7 separate regions of the Mus musculus genome follow, and all the other regions are linked to region 1. Evidence: chromatin contacts called from public Hi-C, HiChIP or PLAC-seq and promoter capture Hi-C data. All regions are on one chromosome and are shown on one strand. The core of a region is the stretch at or near the end of the contact, and the rest is flanking DNA. Distances in the headings are between cores, read along the strand shown.

Region 1 (3,293 bases), core at 259-2,758:
AACCATTTCGACCAGGTTGAGAAGAACACGTCCTCTGGTGGCCTAGCTGAGGAACTACAGAGGCTGGTGCAAAGACTGTTAGCAGAGGAAGTGCCCCTTTTCAGGATTTGAAGGCAGCCGCTTTGACTCCCTCTGGGAGAGACTTTCCTCATCTCCTCCCTTTTGTTGCAGCTTTAGGTACAGTAAAAGGCTCCTCTCCAGGGTTTGCTTGCCTACTCTCAGTAATGTGGGCTAAGCTGTTATCATGAAAAAAAAAGAGGTGGCAGAGACAGCTGAGCAATTGGCAGGCCAAGCTACAAAAGGGACAGGACAGTCAGTTTTGTCATAGCTGAGGAAGCAGTAGCCAAGGCATCAGGGGAGTGCAGAAACTGAGACTGAATGAGGATAATTGACTAAACCAGAGAAGAGATGGCATAGCCTTGGATGCCAGATGAGTTCCAGAGAGCCAAGAGGTCTCAACCCTAGGCCAAGAATTTTAACACTGGCTGTCATTAAGAGCGAAGGTCTACACAAAAATTGTAAAGCTGTAGGGCTGAAGAGTCCCTACAATCACCAAATCTGCTTAGTGGAAGCTGCACCAGCCACAGGAAAGAGCCAAGGATTCCTGACCTACGTAAGAGCTAGAATACTTTTAGGGCTAAGGGTCCCAATGCCTCCAGTCCCCTAATACTAGGGGAGTCATCTGCCATCTCTCACTGAGGCCAAACATGGAGAAAAAAAAAAAAAAAAGAAAGCTACCATTTGAAGACCTTCTCTTTGACTAACCCCAGTTTTTATTTGTGTAGAGATCCTGGCTGGCTGATCGGTAACACTTCCATGGATGCTGGGAACTGAACTTGGGACCTTGGCAAGAGCCACACGTAATTTAACCTCTAAGATAATCGCTCTGGCCCCTGGTATGCTCTGCTAACTGCTAAGCCTTGAGTGGGCTCATTTCCTGCTCAGGAAGGGTAATTTTGCTTGATGATGTTGAATGAATACAGCTTGCTCAGATTTCCACCCACACCCAGTTCCGCTGAAATGTTGCTCCCTCAATGTATCTTCCAGATCAGGATGGTCAAGAAAAGTTCTGCCATGATGGAATGTTTCACACTGCTAAGTTCAGACGACAGTCAGGATCCCTGGGTGTTTACTCAGCTAGTGGTGTTTCATTTAGGGCAGTTTAGACGCAGTTTGCGTGTTCGCAGTAAACGTGCACCCTTGTGTACCACCAAATACATCAGCGCATCCGCATTACAACTTGGCCATATCCGCTGTTCCTGGCTTCCTTATTCTGTTTCCCTCAGGGCGCCTAGAGAGTTGATTAGTGCTCTAGAGTGGAAAGTCATCCGACCCAAGGCAGCATAGTGGGGTAATGTGCTGGGGAAAGTCTCTCCAGAATTAAGGAAAACAGAGACAGCAGTCACCAGGGGACCAATAGAGCGGACACGCCTACCGGAGTCCTGCCCTCAGGCCTTGCCCACCGTAGGCTCTTAGGCCACGCCTCTTCCTCCTCTTGCGCAGGCGCAGATGCTGCGGTCATCAGCGCGTTGGCGCGCCGCTGATTCGTCCCTAGCCACGCGTTTGTATCAGCCCCAGAAATTCTAAATATCCGTGCAGGTTTCACGTGAGCTCTGCGACTCGAATTCACAGCTGCCCTCAGCTGACACTGAATCTGGCGCGTGGTCCTGGTGCCGTGGCGAATCAGCGGCGCGCAAGAGGGAGCATGTGGCCTCGGCTCTGAAGCATGCTGGCCAGAGGAACCCTGTAGGAGTGGTTGGTCCAGTCGGGGCTGCAGTGTCCTGCCTTGCAGCATGGCCAGTTCCCATACGAGCCGAAGGCCTCGTGTTTAGGGGGCTGGGTGCTAACCTGGAGCTGCAGACGGAGGAGGAGTTTTAGTTATTGCACCCTGGCAAGCCACTCACTCATCCAACTATCAGTGGGTTTGACAGAGGAGACAGCCACAGTGCACCGGTGCAGTCCGGGACTGAAGCTCTGTCAGATCATCGGGCAGGCGGGAAACCCGGAAGAAGGACGGGAGAGCGTGAGTGAGATTGTGAGTGAAGCGCCTGGAAGCGCAGAAGTAAGTGCGTGTGTGTAGGGGGGTGGGGCCTGAGATTTGGAACCGGCCCAACTGTTTCCTCCCTTAACATCGTGGGTGCCATGGGAAGAATTCTTGACACTCTAACATGCTTTTCTCGGACCCTCAGCCCTGTTCTGCAGGATGGACCCAGCCCTGTCTGCTGTCCGGCTCACCGTCCAGGAAGCCATTCACATCCTTTCATCCTCAGAGGATGCTGGCCATATCCTTTCTACCCTGGGGACTCTGAAACGATACCTCGGTGGAACCGAGGATCCAGTTCTTCCTGAGGAGAAGGAGGAGTTTGCCACTGTCCACTTCTCAGCCGTCCTTAGATGTCTGGTCAGCAAGCTGAGCCCAGGTTGGCTGGAGCTGTCCCCCGGTGGCCAGCTGGAGCGGCTTTGGGAGAGCTTCTTCCTGGATGGCCCTCCAGACCAAGCCTTCCTGGTGCTGATGGAAGCCATTGAGAGCACTGCTGGGTGAGCAGTTAGTGAGCAACAGGGCGCCCAAGTTCTGAGAAGGTTCCCAACACCTTAAAACTGTAAGGGGAAGGACCCTGCATCTTAGCCTGGCCTCACTCCTTCTTGTTGAAGGCTGGGAGGAAGAATAGGGTTCCTTGCAGATCAGCACTCAGAGAGTCTCCACTGTCCCTAGCTGATGCCCTAAAGGTCACTTGTTGTCTTCTACTGGGCCCATTCTTTATTCTGTGGCACTTTCAGGATCATCAGGACATTTCAGGGTTTTTTTGTTTGTTTGTTTGTTTGTTTTTGTTTTTCGAGACAGGTTTCTCTGTGTAGCCCTGGCTGTCCTGGAACTCACTCTGTAGACCAGGCTGGTCTCGAACTCAGAAATCCACCTGGCTCTGCCTCCCAAGTGCTGGGATTAAAGGCGTGTGCCACCACCGCCCGGCTAACATGTCAGGTTTTAAATGTTTATCTACCACATTGCTGCTATGGATCCCTGTGTACCCAGGTCCCACATCCGGTTGAATGGCAGTCCTTGGAAGGATCTGTGGCTGTGAGAAGCTGGGGTTTTATAAACTGCTGGGGTGTGGGGGTGGAGAGATGGTTCAGTGCTTAAGAGCACTGGCTGCTTTCCCAGAGGACTGGGTTCAGTTCCCAGCACCCACATGGCTGCTCACAACTCAGTGCAACTCCAGTTCCAGAGGATCTGACACCCTGTTCTGATTTCATAGGTTCTTCGTGCATGTAGTATACAGGCAAAACACCCACAC
Region 2 (3,276 bases), core at 648-3,147, 690 kb before region 1:
CCCCCTCCCGCTGTTCTGTAGAATATGAGACCTTCAAAACCCAAGGCTCCTTTAGACACCTGCCAAGTGAGGCCCACCTGCACTCTCTGCAGCCAGTTTGGCCATCTGACCACTAATGGGGACAGTTCAGGGCTGCTCACTGACCTCCTGACCTTGCTTTGCTGCCTTCCCCCCCCCCCCAGTGCCAGTCCCGGAAGGTTCATCAGTGACTCTCAGAGGTGAAGGCTTATGGTCAGGAAGGTTGAGTGATGCCCACCAGAAGCCCCTTCTAGTGCCTCTGAAATAGAGAGCCCAATCTCTCAGGGCTACCTAGATGCACTTGTTTTAACTTCATCAGTGCGAGACGGGACCTGTTCAGGTGTATTTGGGAGAACAGGTGAGTGCATACGTGTCCTGGACTTACAGTATGGGTGACTGGGGAGGCAAATAGTGAGGGTGGCAGGAAATGAGGCTGCTGAATCTTGGGCTATCTCAACATCACCCACGTTTTCAACCTTGACTTTCCCTCTCTTCTCCCAATGGCTCCCAGCCCGGCCCTCAGGCCACGTCTAGGCAGGAAATCGAGGCTCCACCATGCCTCTGACCTGATCTAGGCAGCCCCTAATCATCCAGGCTCCTGTCCCAACACCGGCCCCCCCCCCGCCCCTCCCCCCTGCTGCGATGAGGCTGCTGTCCAGCACTTCATCAAAGTGTTGGGCTGGAACAGAGGGTCCCGTGTCCCGAAGGGGCAGCAGGGAGGCCTGAGAAGACCCTGGTCAGTGGGCCCTGGGACAAGATGGCAGTGGAAGTCGGGCCTCCAGGAGGGAGCAGGTGAAGTGGCATCTGCCATCTGCTCCTGGGAGGTCAGCTGCTGGCTCGGGCTGGGAGGGGCTAGCAGGAGGGCTGCTAGGCCAGATCCAGGCCTCAACAGTGCAGCCTTCTCTCCTGGGATGACGGGTGGGGAGGATCCCCCACTGACTAACATCCTAGAAGGACATGGAAGCCCTGCTCAGCAATCTCAGGATGCCCATTCCCCATTTTGAAGCCTTCCAATCTTGGCCAAGGCCCATTTTCTTTTTCTAGAACCAAAGACATGCCAGCCCACTCCCTGGTATAGAGCTGTGGGCGGCAGCTCTATACCAGCTCATGTCCAGAAGGCGTCCAGGACCCCTAGGCCACATATCCACATGGCTCCTCCCTTTTAATTGTATCAACACCTGTCACGTCCTCCAGTCCGCCGGAGGCTCATAGGGCTGGAGTGGGGAGAGCCCAGAGCCAAGCCAGAAGGAGTGGGGGCTGACGGCCTGCAGTTCCGCGTCCTCGCAGCCACCGTGCTTCCTCTCAGCAATTCCGTGGTACGGAGATACAGCCTGACCGCGCTGCCGGTAGCGAGCGGGGCGCAATCAGGCCGGCCACTAGGGTTAGGGGCTGCGGAACCGCTGGCTCAGCGGCCGAAGGGTGAGGTGGGGAAGGGGCTGCGATTACGTAAGCCCTGCTCAGGCGGCGGCGGCCGCGGCGCAGTCCCAAGTCCCCACCCCGCCCCCTCCTCATTGTAGCCTTCGCGGAGGCAGTGGCTCGACCTGGACCCTCCCCTCCCCGCAGCCTGGCCGCGCGCGCACACACACCTTACCTCGGCCAGGGCTTCTGGCTCATGCCACGCTGTCCGCCGGGCGACCTCGCGTCATGGGGAGCTCAGCACCCGAGCCGCCTAGCGCGGAGGCGGCCGAGGTGCTGGACTGGCTAGCAGGGCCCGACTGCGCCCCGCGCCCGGCGCCCCGCGCCAGGGCCCTCTCCGCAGAGTTCCGAGCGGAGCTCCCCGGTGGGAGAGGATCTGCCGCCCTGAGCCTCCCACCGGGGAGGCTGAGGCTGTGCCCAGATAAATAAGGCCGCTTTGCAGGGAACCCGGCGGGCGCCTCCTCCCTCCCCTTCCCCTCCTCCCTGCGCTCCTCCTCCGCGCTCCTCCCCGCGCTCCTCCGCGGCCGCCGCCGGCGCCGCGCGTGCCCCCCGCCCGGCCCTAAGAGCCGCGCCCTCGCGCGCTCCCGGCGTCCGGACCAATCCGGGTTCTAGAGCCAGGCTGAGGTGTCGAGAATCCCCAACCCCGCCCCGCTCCTCTCCGCGCGCTCCCGGTGCGGTACCGACGGGCACGCGCCAGGCGGCAGCACCCGCTCAGCGGCCGGTGTTCGCACAATAACAAACCCCGTAGGCCGCGCGGCCGAAGAGCAGCTTCGAGTGTCCCATCTGCACAAAGTGGTGGCGACCCAGAATCTTGCCAGCTGAGGAGAATTGCGGTCCTTGGCGCGAGCGGTTGGCAGTGGGGTTCCGGATCCTGCGCAGATGCAACTGGCCCTATGTGCCCTTGCTTGGATTGCCACCTGTGAGGGCGAGGAAAGAGAAGCCGAGTGGAGACATCGACATCGTCGCACCTCCACACACACACACACACACCCTCCTTATGGCCCCTAGGATTCATATCCCTTCCGATCCTGTTGCGAGTCAGGCAGAAGAATCCCTGTTCTGGGTGACATAGTCACACACTTGCAAGCAAGTGACTAAAGCAAGCGTCAATGAAAACACAAGACAGTGGAGTGATAGTGGGGAGGGGTTACTTCTGACAATGTCACAAATGATCTGAGACGCCCTCTCTGTCCCCATAGCACTTGGTAGGAATGGTTCGAGAATCGACCTGCCTTATGGAGTTCCACAGGTTCGCTCTGAGATGAAGTAGAGGTCAGGTGGTGGCAGCCTGTATGGACCAGGGAGGGTGGTTTGTGTAAAAGGACCCATTAAGGGCTGCTGGAGAGCCAGACCTCTCAGCAGGCTAAAGGGACCCCAATCTGGGTCTCTCTTGAGACCAGAAACAGCAGATGTTGGGACAGCAGAGTAGCGTCTTGGAAGAGAAGGAGCTTCAGGGTGGAATGTCCTCAGATGAGACCAACTGCTGTGGAGATGGGAGGTCTGTCTCCTGGGAATGATGTGAGGCCTAGGGGCAATAAGAAAGGGAAGTAAGCTGTATCCTAGCTGGTGTGTGTGTGTGTGTGTGTGTGTGTGTGTGTGTGTGTGTGTGTGTGTGTGTGGTGTATGATCATATATGTGAAGGTGCAAATAGAAGTTAGAGGGCAGTCTCAGGTATTTCTTAGGCAGTGTGTGTGAGTGAGTATATGTGTGTGTGTGTGTGTGTGAGAGAGAGAGAGAGAGAAAGAGAGAGAGAGAGAGAGAGAGAGAGAGAGAGAGAGAGAGAGAGAGAGAGAGAGAGGAGAGAGAGACTGATATTAGAATCCTCTTCTACCAGTCTTTAAA
Region 3 (3,103 bases), core at 340-2,839, 580 kb after region 1:
ATCTCCTCCTTGCAGCTCCTGCCTAGAACGTCCAAACTTGAACTCTATGTGTATGCCCTGTACTGGACGGATTCTAGGCAGTAGCTGGAAGGAGGTTACATGGTCTACTTCCTAGGGCGATAGGCACAGGCTGTTGAGGTTCTCAGCTGAGATCCTGGGCCAATCATGCTGAGGTTGGCCTTGTGAGGACGGGATACTGAAGTCCTCAGGGAATGCAAAAGTGAGAGCCCAGTACCCCCACTCTGGGTCAGGATGTATACAGATCTGGAAATTGGCCTGAAAGAGATAGGAGGAGGCTTTGAGCCACAGAGGTAGGGAGTTCTTCATGCTCTGCTCTCTGCCAACTGAGAAAGTTTAGAAGGCCGTCAAGAAACGCAGAGTTTTGGTGACAATGATCACATCTTGGAGAACAGCTAGGCCATTCCAGAGGAACACCAAGAAATACTGGGTCTCAAAGGCACCACCCTCCAGCATCCACTGTCCTTAACTCTGACTTTCTTTCTCCTGACTGGAGTGTCTTAGGTGAGGGGCTTTGGACAGAAATCCTCCAGTCAGCATAGGTAAAGCAGCAGGGTCAGAATCAGGAGAAGGGTATACCAGGTCCTGAACCAGTTTGGGGTTTAGAAAATCAACACAGACCTCTCTTGGATGAGAACCTAGGATGGAAAGACCATGGGCCAGTCAATTCTAGGAAGGGACCTCCAATCTTCTAGGCTGTCAGGGCAGACCTCTAACCCTAATCCTAACCCTAACCTATGCCTTGGTTATCTCTGAAGGCCTGATGCTGGCTGGCTGTGATAACTACTTCTTTCTCACTTTAGATATCCGTACTTCAACCCAGGTGGCAAAATATGTGAGGAAGATGGGGCTGGAGAGATGGCTCAGTGGTTAAGAGCACCGACTGCTCTTATGAAGGTCCTGAGTTCAAATCCCAGCAACCACATGGTAGCTCACAACCATCCCTAACAAAATCTGACGATCTCTTCTGGAGTATCTGAAGACAGCTGCAGTGTACGTACACATAACAAATAAATAAATCTTAAAAAAAAAAAATACGTGAGGAAGAACAGCGTGCCCGTTATGCCTCTGATCAGCTGAGCCCAGAGTGCTCGGTGCAGCAGGGATTGTTTGTGAAGCATGAGTGTTGGAGCTTCTTAAATTTGCCTATCCTGGAGGGAATAGCATTGAGGACAAGTAGTCAGATGGCTGGTATCTCTGATAGAAAAACAAAAACAAAAACCCTGAATCTCAGGCTGCCTATTCATGCAAGCCATCTGCCCCAGCATCCTCATCTCAGAACACATCGTAGTCCCAGGTCCATGGACTAGTCTATTGAGCTAGGTTACTGACCTGGGACATTGAAGACTGGGGCAAAGAGAGGACACAGGATCCTGGTGCTTCCTTCACTGGACAACTGGAGCCCTTTGAGCACAGTGCACTTGGAGCATGCTCCTGGGATGCACACCTAAGGCCTTCTTGGGACCTCTTGACCCCGCCCCTGGAGCGACAGACTTATTTGCATGGCTCCGCCTCAGAGCGACCATTGGCAGTGGTGGCGGGAGGCTGGGCCTGAATGGCTGCGCCGCCTGTGGGGACGCGGGGGCGGGGCAGGCACTGAGTGCTGGAGATGCTGCTGCTACTGCCGCCGCCGCTGCCGCTGCGGGACGGGTTCGGGTCCGAGTCGGTCTTGGCGGGCACGGGGCGTGGGACAACCCGGGACACAGCGGTAGCAGCAGGAGCACACTGAGAACCATGTCCAGGAAGAAGACCCCCAAGAGCAAGGGGGGGAGTGAGCCGGCTACCTCTACGCTGCCCGCCGCCGCCGCCGCCACCAATGGGCCACGTCTGGCACATCCGAGGACTGTGCGCCCTGGCCCAGAGGCACCGCCCAATGGGCCCCCGCAGTCCATCCGGCCCTCACTTGGTAGCACTGGAGACTTCTACGATGTTGCTTTCAAGGTGAGCCAGGCACCTCCCCGCCATGGGAATGCAGCAGGTGGCGTTGGATCCTAGACTGCCGCTGGGGAAGAGTGCAGGGCCTTGCAGACCCTCGGCGCTGAATTGGCACAGCACCTTGCAGATGGCACGGCAGTACCTTACATTGTCACGCGACCCTACGTGCGTGCACGAGCGCGCGCGTACACTCTCTCACACACACAAACACAACTATTAGACTAGGGTCTGGGGTATTCAACAGCTGGCAGGGCCCTACCCCCACTCCATCTACTGCAAGGCCAAGCAAGATCAGAGTTTTGAAGCTGTCCCTCTGGGATCTATGGCCCCTACCGGTGCTCCTGTCTCATCATTTCCCATCCATATGCTGCCTTCCCTCACCCCCCCAAGGGGCTGTAAGTGTCCTTTTTCTGGGAGAGAAGAGAACAAGGCCACCCTAGACCAGAACAAAATTGAAGCCTAGGTGAATTGACCTCCGAAGGCAGGGCCATCACTGGGTCCTGAAACATTGGCCTGAGGGATCATGTGGGTGGGAAAGACTTCACTGGTCTGGCCCTCAGGCCCACAGATATCCCTACCCCCTCTTCACTTCAAAAGCTGTCACACCTCTTCCGAACCTTGCTGCTGAGATTTGTGTCTTTGCTGGAATTCGAAGAGGCCCCCAATACTGAGTCCCCAAAGGTCTCTTAGGAGCTTCCAGCTGCACTCCCATGGCTCTGCTCCCCATAGGCCCCAAATGCTGCCCTCCCAGATCAAGCATGTTGTCCATGGAGGAGGGGTAGGTAAGGTCCTGGATGGGGACAGCTGTCCTCACTCTCTGTGACTGAGGCAGCATTGTTGGAGGGAGAGGTGATAGGGGGTGAACGGGGGTGAGGGTGGGGAGGGGGAGAGAGAAGCTGGGCATCCATGCTATTGGGGTCCACACTGCTGAACCTACAGGCCTGGGATACTCATTTCCTCTCCTGCCTCCCCCACAGCTCAAGGCAGATCAGAAGCATCTCTAGGTGGGCAAGGCCCTCGGCTCCAAGCCTGAATCCTCTGATCCTCCTGCCTGTTCTAGGTCATGCTGGTGGGGGATTCCGGTGTGGGGAAGACCTGCCTGCTTGTGCGCTTCAAGGATGGGGCTTTCCTGGCTGGTACCTTCATCTCC
Region 4 (2,865 bases), core at 93-2,592, 700 kb after region 1:
CTCTACCATTCACAAGTACTGACAGTCCAAAATTAAAGGCTTTTTCCCCCCTATTGAAACATGGTCTCACTAGGCAGCCCTGGCTAGCCTAGGTTGATCAAGCTAGCCTCAAACTCTGACTTGCCATCTGAGTGCTGGGATTAAAGGCAGTGTGTGGGTCCCAAAACTAGTTTTTAACAAAATGAACATTACCTTTGTAACATATAATCAACATAAAATTACTAAATTTCTTGTGGGTTTTCTATACTAAGTCATTTAAATCTGGTATGTACTTTTGGGGTTTGGGTTACTATTCAAGTGCTTCATACCAGTGACAAAGGGTAGAGATCACCCTTGTGCACCCGCACCCCGACCTGCTGGAATGTACTTTATGAAACAGGCAGAACCCATTGTTAAGCAGTCTACAAATTATGAACTGCGGCGTAAGCGAACTCTTTGCTGGGTGTGGTCGAGTGCTAGAAAGCAAAGGTGAGGGTCTCTGTTCACTCAAGCTCAGGTAACAGCTCAGGACCTTGGTCACCTCTCCCATCCTCCGGAAAGGTGTGCGTCCAACAGTCAGAGAGAGGAGAAAACAAATGGTTAAATCTCGAGCAGAGGGCGTCTTGGCAATCTGAAAGCACTCTCTACATATAAAAGCACATCGGAGACACAGTGCCTACGAAGTAACACAAGGTAGAGAAAGCAAGCCTCCACCACGTCTCTACCATCAACCATAACCTTCCCATATCCTCTCCCGCTGAGCTCCGTAACCGTGCTCGGTCCATCCTAGGACGGATCCTCAATGCCCAGAACTGAGAACTGCACACTGGATTCCGACAGACACTCGTGGAAAGAGATCTTTAAAGGAAACCAACCTTTTAGGCCGGCTCGCAATCTGCACCGTCCGCTCCGGCCACAGACATCGACCTCGCCTCCCACCCTCTTTCTCCACTCACTACTCAGGTCGGGCCCGGTGTGGCGAGCCTAGGTCTCCAGCCTGACAAGAAAACAAGAGAAGCGGCAGGGCTCGCAGCTGCTGGAGTCCTGCAGGCTAAAGCGGGTCGCCGCCGAGCGAACCGTGCGGGATCACCCTTCCGTCGGTGACCGCCTCGACCACTTCCGGGCCGCGGCCTCGACACCTCCCACTCCGCCCGACCTGAACCACACTCTCTCCTCGGGCTCTGTTCCTCGCCGGCGGGCCTCTGCCGCACTGAGGAACGCAACCGGCTCCACGATGCGCCCCGCCAAGCCTGGCAGAAGGTCCCCGGAGGTCGGATGCAGCCGGATTCCTACCCCGACTTACATCTTCCCAAGGCCGCCACCTCCTCCCGCTCTTCTCAGACCAGGACGCCGGCGCAACTTTGTCGTCAGAGGTGAGAAGCGGGAAGGCGCAGCCGTCGTCGCGCGACGATGACGTAAGCACACTCAGCCAATGCAAGTTAGCGGTGGAGGACTAAAGGACAGCAACTGTGTGTGGGCGGAGCGTCGTAGCGCCTACGGTCCCCCCCCCCGCCCCCCCTCCCCGACTGGTCTAAAGTTTCCTGGACTTGTTTTGCTCATTCTGAAGCGCGCGATGATTGGCTGACCGGCACCAGAGGTTTGTGCTCTTTGGCGCCTACCGGATCTGTGTGGATGGAGCTACTCGGGTTGCCTCTGCTGTCATTAGGATCTAAGGCACCCTGCTGAGGCCGCGTTATTGTAGTAAAGGGACAGGCTGGTACGGACGGTGAGTTCCTATGGTCAAGTCTCTGGTAGTTAGTGGTGATTGCATAGATATGGTCTCTGTGCTGGTGGGATACAGCTGACTGGGTGTAGCGGGCGGCCGATGAGGCCAGAAAGGAAAAAAGTTTGAGGAAATGTTGAAGGAGGTTTCTCCCAGGAGACATTTCTGACAAGAATGCGTGGGGCAGAAGGAACAGCAAAGGCGTTCAGGATCGCTGGGAGAAGAAGAGGCACGCTAGTCTATACCGGGGTTACGTCAGTAACTTCTTAGCAAGGACATAGAGGATCTGGTCTCTGCACGAGGCTAAAGAGTAGCACCCGCCGTAGTGCCCCGCCTCCCGACTTTGCCAACACATTCTTTTGTTTGTTTGTTTGTTTGTTTTGTAGCCCTGGCTGTCCTGGAACTCACTCTGTAGACCAGGCTAGGCTGGCCTAGAACTCAGAAATCTGCCTGCCTCTGCCTCCCAACTGCTGGGATTAAAGACGAGCGCCACCGCCCGGTTTGCCTAGCACATTCTTGCTCCGTTATTTGCGGAAGAAAGGGATATGCACACAATCCCCGCGGTTATCTAAGTAGATTTGAGGCAGGAACGAAGAAAGAGGAACAGAGCTAAGGTGAGCTTCAGGAGGAAGGTACAAAGGTGACTTAGATTTGGATTACATATTGCTGTGAAAGATAGGAAAGTGGCCAATGTGCACTTTGGTGATCCCGGAGAGATGGAGAGAAGAGATTATCTCGGTCCAAGGAGCTGGGTGTGTCCTGTGGGACAGTCAGGAAGAGGAGCCTGCTTCTGAAGTCTGCTTTCCTGAGGTATTCATTTTTTGGGGTGGGGTTAGCAGATCTAGACAGTTTGGTCTGGTACCCTTGTTGGATTTAAGATTATTTAATGTATAGGATATTAGGGATAAGCTGATTTTCTTGCATTGCTGTTGTGTCTGCTGTGGTCAGACATGAGTGGTAAGTGGATGCTAGCTGTTCTCTGGTGGAACGGAACAAATAAACGATGACCCTCACTTACATCATCCAGTCTGGGTTATTCACACTAGAAAGGCTGAGAGCCAGTAGCTTTCTAAGAAACTACATGTCCTTGTAGTCTTAATCTGGTGCTGAAATCATGGCGGGTTCCTGGTCTTCAGCACTAGTTGGAAGGCTGAAGAAGCTGG
Region 5 (2,987 bases), core at 106-2,605, 600 kb before region 1:
CCTGCCTACTGGGGGTGTGAGGTCCTGGTTCACACAAGGGGCAGTGGCTGGGCAGGTAAATGACAGACATCATGGGGCACTCACTCGGGGATGGTCTTGGACGACATCTCCCTCTTGAAGGCCAGTTGGTACTTGAGGCTCTCTACCTCCTTCTTCATCTGGGGCACATCCCACTCCTCCATGGCGTCGGGGGCGTCGGTGGTAGCCAGCCTGAGGCTGGTGGGCAGGAGAAGCGAAAAGAGCTGGGTCTGCAGCCCCCACCCCCACGCCACCCTCAGCCCCAGGACAGAGGGAGATCCTGGGACCATACCACCCATTGGTCCTTCCTGAGGTCTGGAGTGATGTTGGCAAAGAGCCCGAAGAGGGCCACAGGGACCCACTAACAAGACCCCTGAGCCTTCTCTACCCAGTGGGGCTGATTAGCTGCAGAGCAAACTTTCCGTTCTTGGCTGGGCAAATGAGCCTGAGAAGGCCCAGCCCTGGATTGGGAGGACAGACTCATCCCTGCCTAGGGAGGTTAAAAGATGGACTTCTGAGTACCCAGGGCAGCCCCCACCCCCCTTCCAGACCCACTTCTAACTCAGACCCTGGGTGCTGCGATGAGAGCCCTGAGATGCTGGGTGCTGCCTGGCCCTCCTGGATGCCTGTTTTGCATGGGTAAAGAGGCTGAGAGGCCAAGTTAATCTCGGGGCTGGGAGGATTTGTCTGCAATTTGCATGTAGGGTGGGGTATGTGCAGAATGTCTGGGGACACAGGCCTTTCAGCAAGCCCAGGACTTGGGAGGTGGGTAGCCTTCCTGAGACCAGTGTTTTCAGATCCAGTCACTGACCTGACTAGGGAGAGCTGTCAGTTGGAGCACAACGGGCCTCCCTTTACCCCTCCCTAGCTAGTTGCACTCCAAAAGACCAAGTCTCTGGTTCTCCCTCCAATCACAGCTTCCACGACCTTGAGAGGGGTCTGGCACCGAGTACCAGACACATCCGGGCTAAGCTTCCATCCCGGGATACTGAGCTGAGCTGGCCTTGGGGAGAGCCTAGGACCCAGCCTTTAGAGTGGCCCATCCTAAAGAGGTCCTGGCAGGGCTCGCAAGGAACCAGTGAGAGGTTGGGTGGGCTAGTATTCCTGGTTGTGTGGGGCCACCTGCAGAGTACCTTTCCCAGAGACCCCCAAGTTACAGTGCCCCACCCTGCTAGGTTCTCCCGCGCCCCACACGCCGACAGGCACGTGGGCGGAGGATCAGCTGCGGGTCCTCCACAAATGGGAGCATCTGGGCTGGGGGCATGGCCCACCACTGGCCCTACCTGCGCTGCTGCCGCCGCCGGAGCCCGGCCGCCGGTGCACCCCGAGACGCCCCCGGCCAGGCGCACGGCGGCGCACACGGGCACTGCGGGCGGCGCGCACGGCGCAGGACAGACGCGCCCCCGTCGCGCAGCGATGGCTCCTGCGCCGCTGGACTCGATCTGTCGGCCGCCCCGCCCCTGAGGCCCGGAGGCAGTTGCCCTGGTCCCAGTAGTTAGAATTAGCCTAGGGGCCCCACCTGGTCAAGCCCTAGAGCCCTGGAGTCTGTTTCCCCCTCAGTGTGAGGTTTCTGTTCATCGGACTTACTTTTGGAGGAGACAGCAAAAGCAGAGATGACAAGGGCCGAGGGATCTGTGGAGTGAGGCTGGGCTGTCCGAGTCCGGGGAGCCCAGGCAGCCGCCCCGCCCACTCTTGCCACCTGGGGCCTTGGTACCGCCTTTACAGGGTTGGGCTGACCCCAAGAGCTCCCTGGGCTGCTCCTACAGCTTTGGCAGGTCTCCCCTGGGGTGGGACATGCAGCAGTGGGAGCTAGTCCCGTCTCTCCTGGGTCAGCTACAACTGCTGGCAACCCAGTTTGACAATCTTGTGATACTGGGACCAGAGCCCTAAACAGCAAAATATGCCCCACCCAACAAGGCTTCTCTGGTCAGGGCCCTCCTATGCAGGGCACTCCAATGCAGGCAGCTGAGAAGAGGGGGTGGGGGCAGAGCACTTCCCACTGTGGTCTTGCAGCCCACCTGGTGCAGGTGACCTTCAGTGTTGTCCACTTATGGGAGGCTGGGGGGCATCCCGCAGAATTCCACGACAAGAGCCTCACCTAGAAGGGGTTCAGGCCTCCCTCCATAGCACTCCCACCTTCTGGCGCCTTCCTCATTCCCAGGCAATGACTTCAAAAGAACCCACGGTTGGATAGTGCGTGGGGGCCTCGGGTGTGAAGGGTCACCCATCTCCAGCTTTGGGTAGATTAAAAGTTAGCTTAGGGGGTGAGTAGGTCAGTTTCTTAGCTGATGCTGGATGGCCTTTGGGTAGGGAGAAGAGTACTTCCTCAGCCACAGGATTTTGAGCCCTGTGCCCGGCGGCAGCCACCTCCCTATTTCTCAGAGACTCTGTAACGGGGGCAGGGGGCTAGCCCTGCCTTCAACTAACCAGAGCAGCGCCTCCCTTTCCCAGTGTTACTGTCAGAGGTACACCTCACCAACTCTTGTGGGAGCTGTGCTCTGGGGACCTTCATATGACGCAGGCTGCAACAGCAACCCGTGGGGGAGGGGCAAGCCTGTCCTGGGAGGCAGGGCCAGTACCTTGCTAAGTATTCTGGGTCCTCTGAGGGCTGGAGGTTTGTTGAGTGGCCCTTACCTAGACAACAGGATAGGTCAGAGTTAGAGGAACAGAAGGAGTTCAGAGCTCACCCTGCCCAGGAGATGGCCTGGACCCCTGCAGGTATGATCAAAAGACAGACCAGGTCCCTGTCCCTTGGACTCTCAGGACCATCAGTCACACAGCAGGCTTCCCTGGTGTTGATCAGTGAAATGGGGTCACCAAGCTTCCCTGGCCCCTGATGTGCATCAACATGTGGTTAGATCAGGAGGCATCCCTGGAACTGGGGCACGCTAGGGAGCGGAGAGATTACTTATCATGGATTTGGGGGTTGGAGGAGCTTAAGGTTAATGGTGCCAGGCCTCAGGGCAGAT
Region 6 (2,864 bases), core at 354-2,853, 660 kb before region 1:
AGAACAGGACAGACTGGCTGCTCACCATGGCAGCCCTGTTCATCATCTCAGCTCCCCGTGGTCAGTGAATGTGACCAGTGAGAGAGCTGGGGAGATGCAGTGAGTTTCAGGGTGGCCACATCTGCGACTGGGAAAGGCAGAAGAAGATGTGTGTTTCAGATCCACACCCCAGCCTCCCTCCCCCTCCTGCCACCGCCAGCCCCCAGCAGGGATGTGGTGAGACCTCAGGGTCCTTACTTGGTTCACTTGGAAGTAACTGCCATCGTCTTCAATGTGGATCTTGGCTATGCCACTTCCTGGCTTCTTAGCCACCTTTACAGGCTTGATGCAATTCTACACCAGGAAAGACCCCACACCAGGCTCTATTAGGAGAAAGCAACTTGGACGGGGGGTGGGGAGGGTGGGGAGTGGGGTGGGGGGCTGGGTATGGAGGGCCTCAGGGATGGTTGGCTACCGGCCATAGAGTGAAGCTCACCACCGAGGCCAATTCTACCACCTTCCTGCCACTGAAGCCATGCTGAGCTCTGGTTGCCCACCCTTCTCTGTACAAGGTGAGGAGAATGCCATCAAGGCCACTCTTTCTCCAGAATCACCATGAAATCTGCTACAAACTCTATATGCAAGCTAATGCAAGAAGCCCTGACTAGCCTGCCCTTCCTACGTGCACATAGCAGCACACCCCCGGAGATCAGAGTGTCAGAGGCCTGGCCAGACAGGAAGGCTTTCCTTGGAAACATCTAGAGGTCACCTCCATCCCACGACCACAGATGAAACTCCATGTCTCTCCCCTTCTCTTGGACATCTCCTGTTATCGCTTCCTGAACCTTGGTGGCTTTCCAGAAAAGGGCCAGTCTCGGGTAAGATGGCCCAGTTCATCCTGTCCGTGTGGCAGCTCAGCCCGTCTTTTATGGGTCATGGGACTTGGCTAGCTCTGGAGACAAAGGAAGACCCAGCAAGGGCAGCAGCTCCTGTTTTCAGGGCGGTCTGTCTGTATCCCTCTCTCTTCCTCGAGGCAACGTCAGGAACATTAGCTGTGGCTGTGGCCCAAGTGGACATCAAACCTGTCCCTTCAACATGGTCCCTGTCCACAGAGATGACAACTGGCTCTGAGAGAGGAGTGGGAAGGGATATCTCACAGGTGTGTGGAGGCTAACTCAGCCCCACCATGTCTCTGCATCACCAGCTGGGTGACACTACTACAACAGTAACTTAAGATCACATAACAACAAGTCCCCCCACCTTTTTTTTTTAAACACTAAACCTGCCTGTCACCACTAAACACTCCCATGGTCCCAGGGATCGCTCCGGGCCCAGTAACCGCGTTGTCTGGCCCTCCCTGGCCTCAGTTGTCTGTGTTTGTGAAAAGGGAACTAGACTGACTGAGGCCCTGGGTCCTGGGCCCTGGGAAAAGACACAGACGAGAGAGGTTTCCCGAGGTGCACGGCCAGGCTCGGACCCTCCTCCTGCCCGACTCGCCCTTGGCCGGCCCACCTGAGATGGCCCGATGAAGTCGTCCAAGTCGGTCAGCTGTAGTGCCCCACTGAAGGGCGACGCCATGACAGCCTCACTGCCGCCGAGTGTCACACGGGGGTGTCGCAAAATGACACCAAAATGACATGCAGTTCCGCCACTCTGCCGGAAAACGCAAATTCCAGCGCATGCTCATTTCTCTCCGTCAACAAGCTTTGAAAAGCGTGCGCGCCCTCTGCCGGCGGCCTTGAGCGCTCGGCCCAGCGGACTCAAGCTGCAAGTTCCACAGCACAGCGTTCGGTCTCCCTTGCGTCCCTTGGTTGTGGTGTAGCAGGGTAGCAAAGACAAATAACGCAAAGAATGTAACTAGAGACTCAGAGTCTCTCCCGCTTCCCGTAGGGGTCGGAATCCGGATTTCATTCATCACCTTGACCTAGCAATACTCAAGGAAGGTTCCAGATGCAGTGGGCAGGAGAACACAAAATTAACTTTGATTCACTGGAATGCCTTGGAATGGGCTTACCAAAAAATGAGATAGACAAGTGCTGTTGAGATGTTAAGACTGGAGTGTGGGAGAACATTTACAGAAGCAGGTTCTTGGACTGGACCAGGGCCAAAGGACAGTTTCTGTTTGCCAGGAGGATTCTTGTTTTAAATTGGATATTTTCTTTATTTACATTTCAAATGTTATCCCCTTTCCCAGTTTCCCTCCCTCCCTCCTGGAAACACCCTATCACATCCTCCCTTCCCCTGCTTCTGTGAGGGTGTTACTCCACCCACCCACCCTCTCTCCCCTCCCCTCCCTCAAAGTCCCCTACACTGGGGCATCTATCAAGCCTTCATAGGACCAAAGACCTCTCCTCCCATTGATGCATGACAAAGCCATCCTCTGCTACATATGCAGCTGGAGCCATGTGTACTCCTTTGTTGATGGTTTAGTCCCTGGGAGTTCTGGGGGGTCTGGTTGGTTGATATTGTTGTTCTTCCTAAGGGGTTTCAAACCCCTTCAGCTTCTCCAGTCCTTTCTTTAATTATTGAGGACCCCGTGCTCAGTCCAACAGTTGGCTGCCTAGCATCTGCCTCTGTATTTGTAAGCCTCTGGCAGGGCCTCAGGAGACAGCCATATCAGGCTCCTTTCAGCATGCACTTCTTGGCATCCACAATAGTGTCTGGGTTTGGTAACTGTATACAGGGTTGCTGGGAGGATTCTAATGCTGGAAGGAGGGTGATACATAGATCCCTGGAAATTCAAACTCACCACCACCACCACCAAACCCAAGTCTATTAGAACAAACCCAGTGGACGGCTGGCAGATGTGAGGCATATCCAAGGCCCAATAAGAGAGACAGAGCAGAATGGCCTGGAACAGTAGAAAGAATGAAGTCCTGGTGTAA
Region 7 (3,058 bases), core at 540-3,039, 680 kb before region 1:
GTGAGGTGTGCGCTGGTTTTCTTAGGACGTCCGTCAGATTTCTTCTGCCTCTACCTCATGGCTCCTGGGAAACAGCTTCAGCTCCCGTGCTGTGCGGAGTGAGAGTGGAGTTCTGGAAATGCGTGACCTCCCTCTAAGGCTTTCACCCATCATCAGTCCCAACAGACTATTCATTCAGACTGGGAGAGTGACAAGGCTGTGCAGAGACCAGACATATGGTTCCTTGCCTCAGACTATGACAATGGTGGTGCCACACCCTACATAGGCCCCCGGAATGGCTTCTTTGGGATATTTATAACCAGATAACTTAAATCACATCTGTGTAATCTGAGGGTGGACAGAGAGCATGCTCCTTTTCCATAGACTGCTTCTGGAGAGGGAAGGGCACTGAGAGTCCGAGATCACTCCTGAAGAGTAGGCCATTGCATTTTCTCCCTCCATATCTGCCTCTGAATCGGCCCCTTGCTACTACTTCTCTTCTCCCCAAGCTCCATGGAGTGCTAAGGATTTAGACCCTTGTCTTTCCATCTGGTAGGGGAAGGCTGGTCCAGTGGCCTCAAGTCTGCTCTAGGGAACAGGTGGTGAAGACTCCAAACAGTAGAGACAGAGACAGCAAGGAGGATGGTGTGTATAAGCAGGACCCAAATCACAGGAGCTAGCCTGGGAAAGCCTTGCGAGGAGCAGAGACACCTCCAAGTAGAGCCCTGGCAGCTGAGGAGCAGAGTGTGGGTGCCAATGTCAGGTCAAGTTGCCAGGGCTTCCTGGGTGCTCTTGGTCTTAGAGTACTGCCAGGAGCAGCAGACAGGAATAGCTATGTCCAAGCAACCCTGTCTAGAATTCAGTGTGTGGGAGGGCTCTGGTATAAATCTTCCGGTGGCCAGGTTCTGAGCTGGATGGAGCAGAGCCTCTCTGCAGAATACATGTACACAGAATACATGCTGTCTTGCGACACCTGTCCTGCAGATGGTTTTGGAGGGTAACACTCTGTGCCTGGGCGATAGGGTGGTGGTATTGGGCATGTTCAGTTTGGAAGCCATCACCGTCTATGCTAGGGATAGCCGAAGAGGCCATGAGTGAGCATAGTCAGGGAAGATCTACCATTCTCAGACAGTTAGCCTTGATGTGGGTGGTCGGGGTCCAGCAGCTTGACTCAAGGCTCTATCTGTTTCCATGCAGGGCCTTACTAAGAGTCACTCAACCCTTTATTTTTGAAAGAAGGAGATCTTCCGGACTCCTGGGCTGTCTTCCACCCTAGGCTGGGCCCTTTGCCAGCACCCAGTCGCTCACATCCGGCCCCCTCCCTCCGTACTCACTAGAGAGCCAACATCTGTCTCTAGCTGCCCGCCCCTCTCCTTCGACCCCAGAATACTCTCTGTTTCCCGCCTAATTATTGTCGCGGAAGAGGGGGAGGGGCGGCTGGAAGGACGTCCTCTGTGGTTTGCTTCTGGATTTTTGGTAGGCTTTCAGTCATTTCTTGTCTTGATCAACAGAATTTGCGTGAGAGTGCCTTTCAGTTATAGACCCTGGCTATAACCCGAGGCTGCCGGCCAGCAGTACAGCCTCAGGGGGATTTAGAACAGATTCCATTCCATGTGGTTGTCTGTAAAGTGGACCCTGAAGCTGACCGCTGTATGTCTCGGACCGTAGACCCACTCGTGGCAAACCCTGTCATTCTCGCCCATCGCCTGGGTCATCGCTACCCCAAACCATCACCCGGAACCCAAGGAGGGTCCCCCGGATGGCTGGGCGGAAAAGAATGAATGTCGGACTGGCCTCGGAGGCCTCTTCCACTTCCGGCGACTGATCGCAGCGGATACTTAGATTTCTGCAGTTGCGGCTGCGGTTGGCTGGCGTACGCTGCAAGCGGATAGAGTTTGGCTCAGGCTGGGGGCAGCGGGGAGGGCAACCGCTTCCATTACCGGCCGGGAGCCTTGGGAAGTAGGACCTGGAACTGAGTGTCTGTCAATCATGGATCAGGACGACCCAGCCGAAGCGTTGACTGAGCTACGCGAGAAGCGGCTGGGCTTGCTGGAGATAGTGCAAGCGGCGGCAGGCTCGGGATTGGCCGTCTATACTATATGGGCGCTGCTGCTGCAGCCGGGCTTCCGCCGGGTGCCTCTGAGGCTGCAGGTGCAGCGTTGAACCTTGGAAGGAAAGGGGCCAATACTGGTGCAAGCCAAGGTTCCATGGGTGGGGTCAAGGCTACTGTAGGTAGCGTAAAGATGGGCGGAATCAATTATGGCGCGGGACCTAACCCGGGAACCCGATGTACGGAGAGTTGGGACCAGGAAGTTGCGGAGCCTGGGTCTTTCGTCAAGACCAAGTCTAAATGAATGAAGCTGGGATTGAGTTACTTAGGGGGTACGGGCCTATGACTGGAGAGTGGGCGGGGCTCACTGGATGGTATCAATTTAAGAAAGGAAATCTAGTAGGCTCCCATCGGCCCCCAAACTGGTGCTTCTGCCTGTGTGATTTCTAGCCTCAGCCCACCAAATTCCTTATTCAGGTGCCCTACGTTGGCGCGAGTGCCCGGCAGGTTGAGAACGTGCTGTCACTGTTGCGAGGCCGCCCTGGAAAAATGGTGGATCTAGGCTCTGGTGATGGCAGGATCGTAAGACCTGTGTCTATATATTCGTTGTCCCTCTGGTGGTGGCCCCATTCCCTTCATCCAGATCCCACACTCTTGGCTCCCATAGGTGCTGGCGGCCCACCAATGTGGTCTCCGTCCAGCTATGGGATATGAGCTGAACCCGTGGCTTGTGGGACTTGCACGGCTGCATGCCTGGAGAGCCGGTTGTTCTGCGAGTGTCTGCTACCATCGAAAAGATCTCTGGAAGGTACCCTACCAAACTTGATACCCCTCCCTCCCCCTCCCACTCTCTTTCTTTCCAAACTTGATTTTCTTTACCCTCCCTCTTCCTTTCATTTTTTTTTTTTTTTTGAGATGTGTGTCCAGGCTTATCTCAAACTAGCCTTGGATTATAGGCATCAGACCTAGTTTATGCAGAACTGGAGATTAAACCCAGGGATATGTGTATGCTAGGCAAGCACTCTGCCA

Evidence for each region. Promoter capture Hi-C pulls out the DNA fragments that hold promoters and counts their contacts. A called contact is a pair of places that touch in the nucleus more often than the background predicts. HiChIP or PLAC-seq counts read pairs in DNA pulled down with a chosen protein or histone mark. Capture Hi-C pulls out chosen DNA fragments and counts their contacts.
Region 2: a promoter capture Hi-C map of pancreatic islet shows a contact between it and region 1, with 4 times the contacts expected there. The contact joins the promoter of Fbxl16 here to the promoter of Telo2 in region 1. A contact is called at or near these places in 4 of 39 promoter capture datasets (embryonic stem cells, hippocampal neurons, liver and 1 more), 1 of 15 datasets of contacts at CTCF or cohesin (embryonic stem cells), 2 of 484 Hi-C or Micro-C datasets (cortical neurons and embryonic stem cells), 2 of 115 datasets of contacts at active chromatin or transcription factors (embryonic forebrain and forebrain) and 2 of 9 other capture datasets (embryonic stem cells and pancreatic islet).
Region 3: a contact with region 1 is called in a FOXA1 HiChIP or PLAC-seq map of pancreatic cancer cells. The contact joins the promoter of Rab26 here to the promoter of Telo2 in region 1. A contact is called at or near these places in 1 of 39 promoter capture datasets (erythroid cells) and 1 of 115 datasets of contacts at active chromatin or transcription factors (pancreatic cancer cells).
Region 4: a contact with region 1 is called in a promoter capture Hi-C map of erythroid cells, with 6 times the contacts expected there. The contact joins the promoter of Rnps1 here to the promoter of Telo2 in region 1. A contact is called at or near these places in 2 of 39 promoter capture datasets (cranial neural crest and erythroid cells) and 1 of 115 datasets of contacts at active chromatin or transcription factors (bone marrow-derived macrophages).
Region 5: a promoter capture Hi-C map of embryonic stem cells shows a contact between it and region 1, with 4 times the contacts expected there. The contact joins the promoter of Gng13 here to the promoter of Telo2 in region 1. A contact is called at or near these places in 6 of 39 promoter capture datasets (HPC-7-derived erythroid cells, embryonic stem cells, hippocampal neurons and 1 more), 1 of 484 Hi-C or Micro-C datasets (B cells), 2 of 115 datasets of contacts at active chromatin or transcription factors (bone marrow-derived macrophages and embryonic hindbrain) and 4 of 9 other capture datasets (adipose tissue, embryonic stem cells, liver and 1 more).
Region 6: a contact with region 1 is called in a Hi-C map of B cells, with 10 read pairs. The contact joins the promoter of Ciao3 here to the promoter of Telo2 in region 1. A contact is called at or near these places in 3 of 39 promoter capture datasets (the 3T3-L1 cell line, hippocampal neurons and liver), 1 of 484 Hi-C or Micro-C datasets (B cells), 3 of 115 datasets of contacts at active chromatin or transcription factors (bone marrow-derived macrophages, craniofacial prominence and embryonic forebrain) and 1 of 9 other capture datasets (pancreatic islet).
Region 7: a contact with region 1 is called in an H3K4me3 HiChIP or PLAC-seq map of craniofacial prominence, with 3 times the contacts expected there. The contact joins the promoter of Antkmt here to the promoter of Telo2 in region 1. A contact is called at or near these places in 4 of 39 promoter capture datasets (the 3T3-L1 cell line, embryonic stem cells, hippocampal neurons and 1 more), 1 of 15 datasets of contacts at CTCF or cohesin (embryonic stem cells), 2 of 484 Hi-C or Micro-C datasets (cortical neurons and embryonic stem cells) and 8 of 115 datasets of contacts at active chromatin or transcription factors (the SCID.adh cell line, acute myeloid leukemia, bone marrow-derived macrophages and 5 more).

What each region holds. Positions count from the first base shown.
Region 1 is chr17:25,114,182-25,117,474 of GRCm38.p6, reverse strand. Telo2 (telomere maintenance 2) reads left to right here and starts at 1,508. Exons shown (of 21, transcript NM_001163661.1): 1 at 1,508-2,062; 2 at 2,190-2,538. The coding sequence starts at 2,204.
Region 2 is chr17:25,807,720-25,810,995 of GRCm38.p6, reverse strand. Fbxl16 (F-box and leucine-rich repeat protein 16) reads right to left here and starts at 1,897. Exons shown (of 6, transcript NM_001164225.2): 1 at 1,610-1,897.
Region 3 is chr17:24,532,233-24,535,335 of GRCm38.p6, reverse strand. Rab26 (RAB26, member RAS oncogene family) reads left to right here and starts at 1,589. Exons shown (of 9, transcript NM_177375.1): 1 at 1,589-1,959; 2 at 3,014-3,103. The coding sequence starts at 1,753. It overlaps Gm33508 (predicted gene, 33508), which reads right to left and starts at 1,441. Exons shown (of 3, transcript NR_169077.1): 1 at 1,351-1,441.
Region 4 is chr17:24,413,152-24,416,016 of GRCm38.p6, reverse strand. Rnps1 (RNA binding protein with serine rich domain 1) reads right to left here and starts at 1,342. Exons shown (of 9, transcript NM_009070.2): 1 at 1,283-1,342; 2 at 855-976. It overlaps D330041H03Rik (RIKEN cDNA D330041H03 gene), which reads left to right and starts at 1,504. Exons shown (of 6, transcript NR_033554.1): 1 at 1,504-1,705; 2 at 2,089-2,316.
Region 5 is chr17:25,715,896-25,718,882 of GRCm38.p6, reverse strand. It overlaps Gng13 (guanine nucleotide binding protein (G protein), gamma 13), which reads right to left and starts at 1,355. Exons shown (of 3, transcript NM_001357782.1): 1 at 1,302-1,355; 2 at 85-216. The coding sequence starts at 182.
Region 6 is chr17:25,772,515-25,775,378 of GRCm38.p6, reverse strand. It overlaps Ciao3 (cytosolic iron-sulfur assembly component 3), which reads right to left and starts at 1,603. Exons shown (of 11, transcript NM_026238.4): 1 at 1,492-1,603; 2 at 238-333. The coding sequence starts at 1,557. It overlaps Gm41550 (a long non-coding RNA gene), which reads right to left. Exons shown (of 3, transcript XR_876684.1): 3 at 2,835-2,864.
Region 7 is chr17:25,791,125-25,794,182 of GRCm38.p6, reverse strand. Antkmt (adenine nucleotide translocase lysine methyltransferase) reads left to right here and starts at 1,789. Exons shown (of 5, transcript NM_145410.4): 1 at 1,789-2,130; 2 at 2,507-2,611; 3 at 2,697-2,837. The coding sequence starts at 1,969.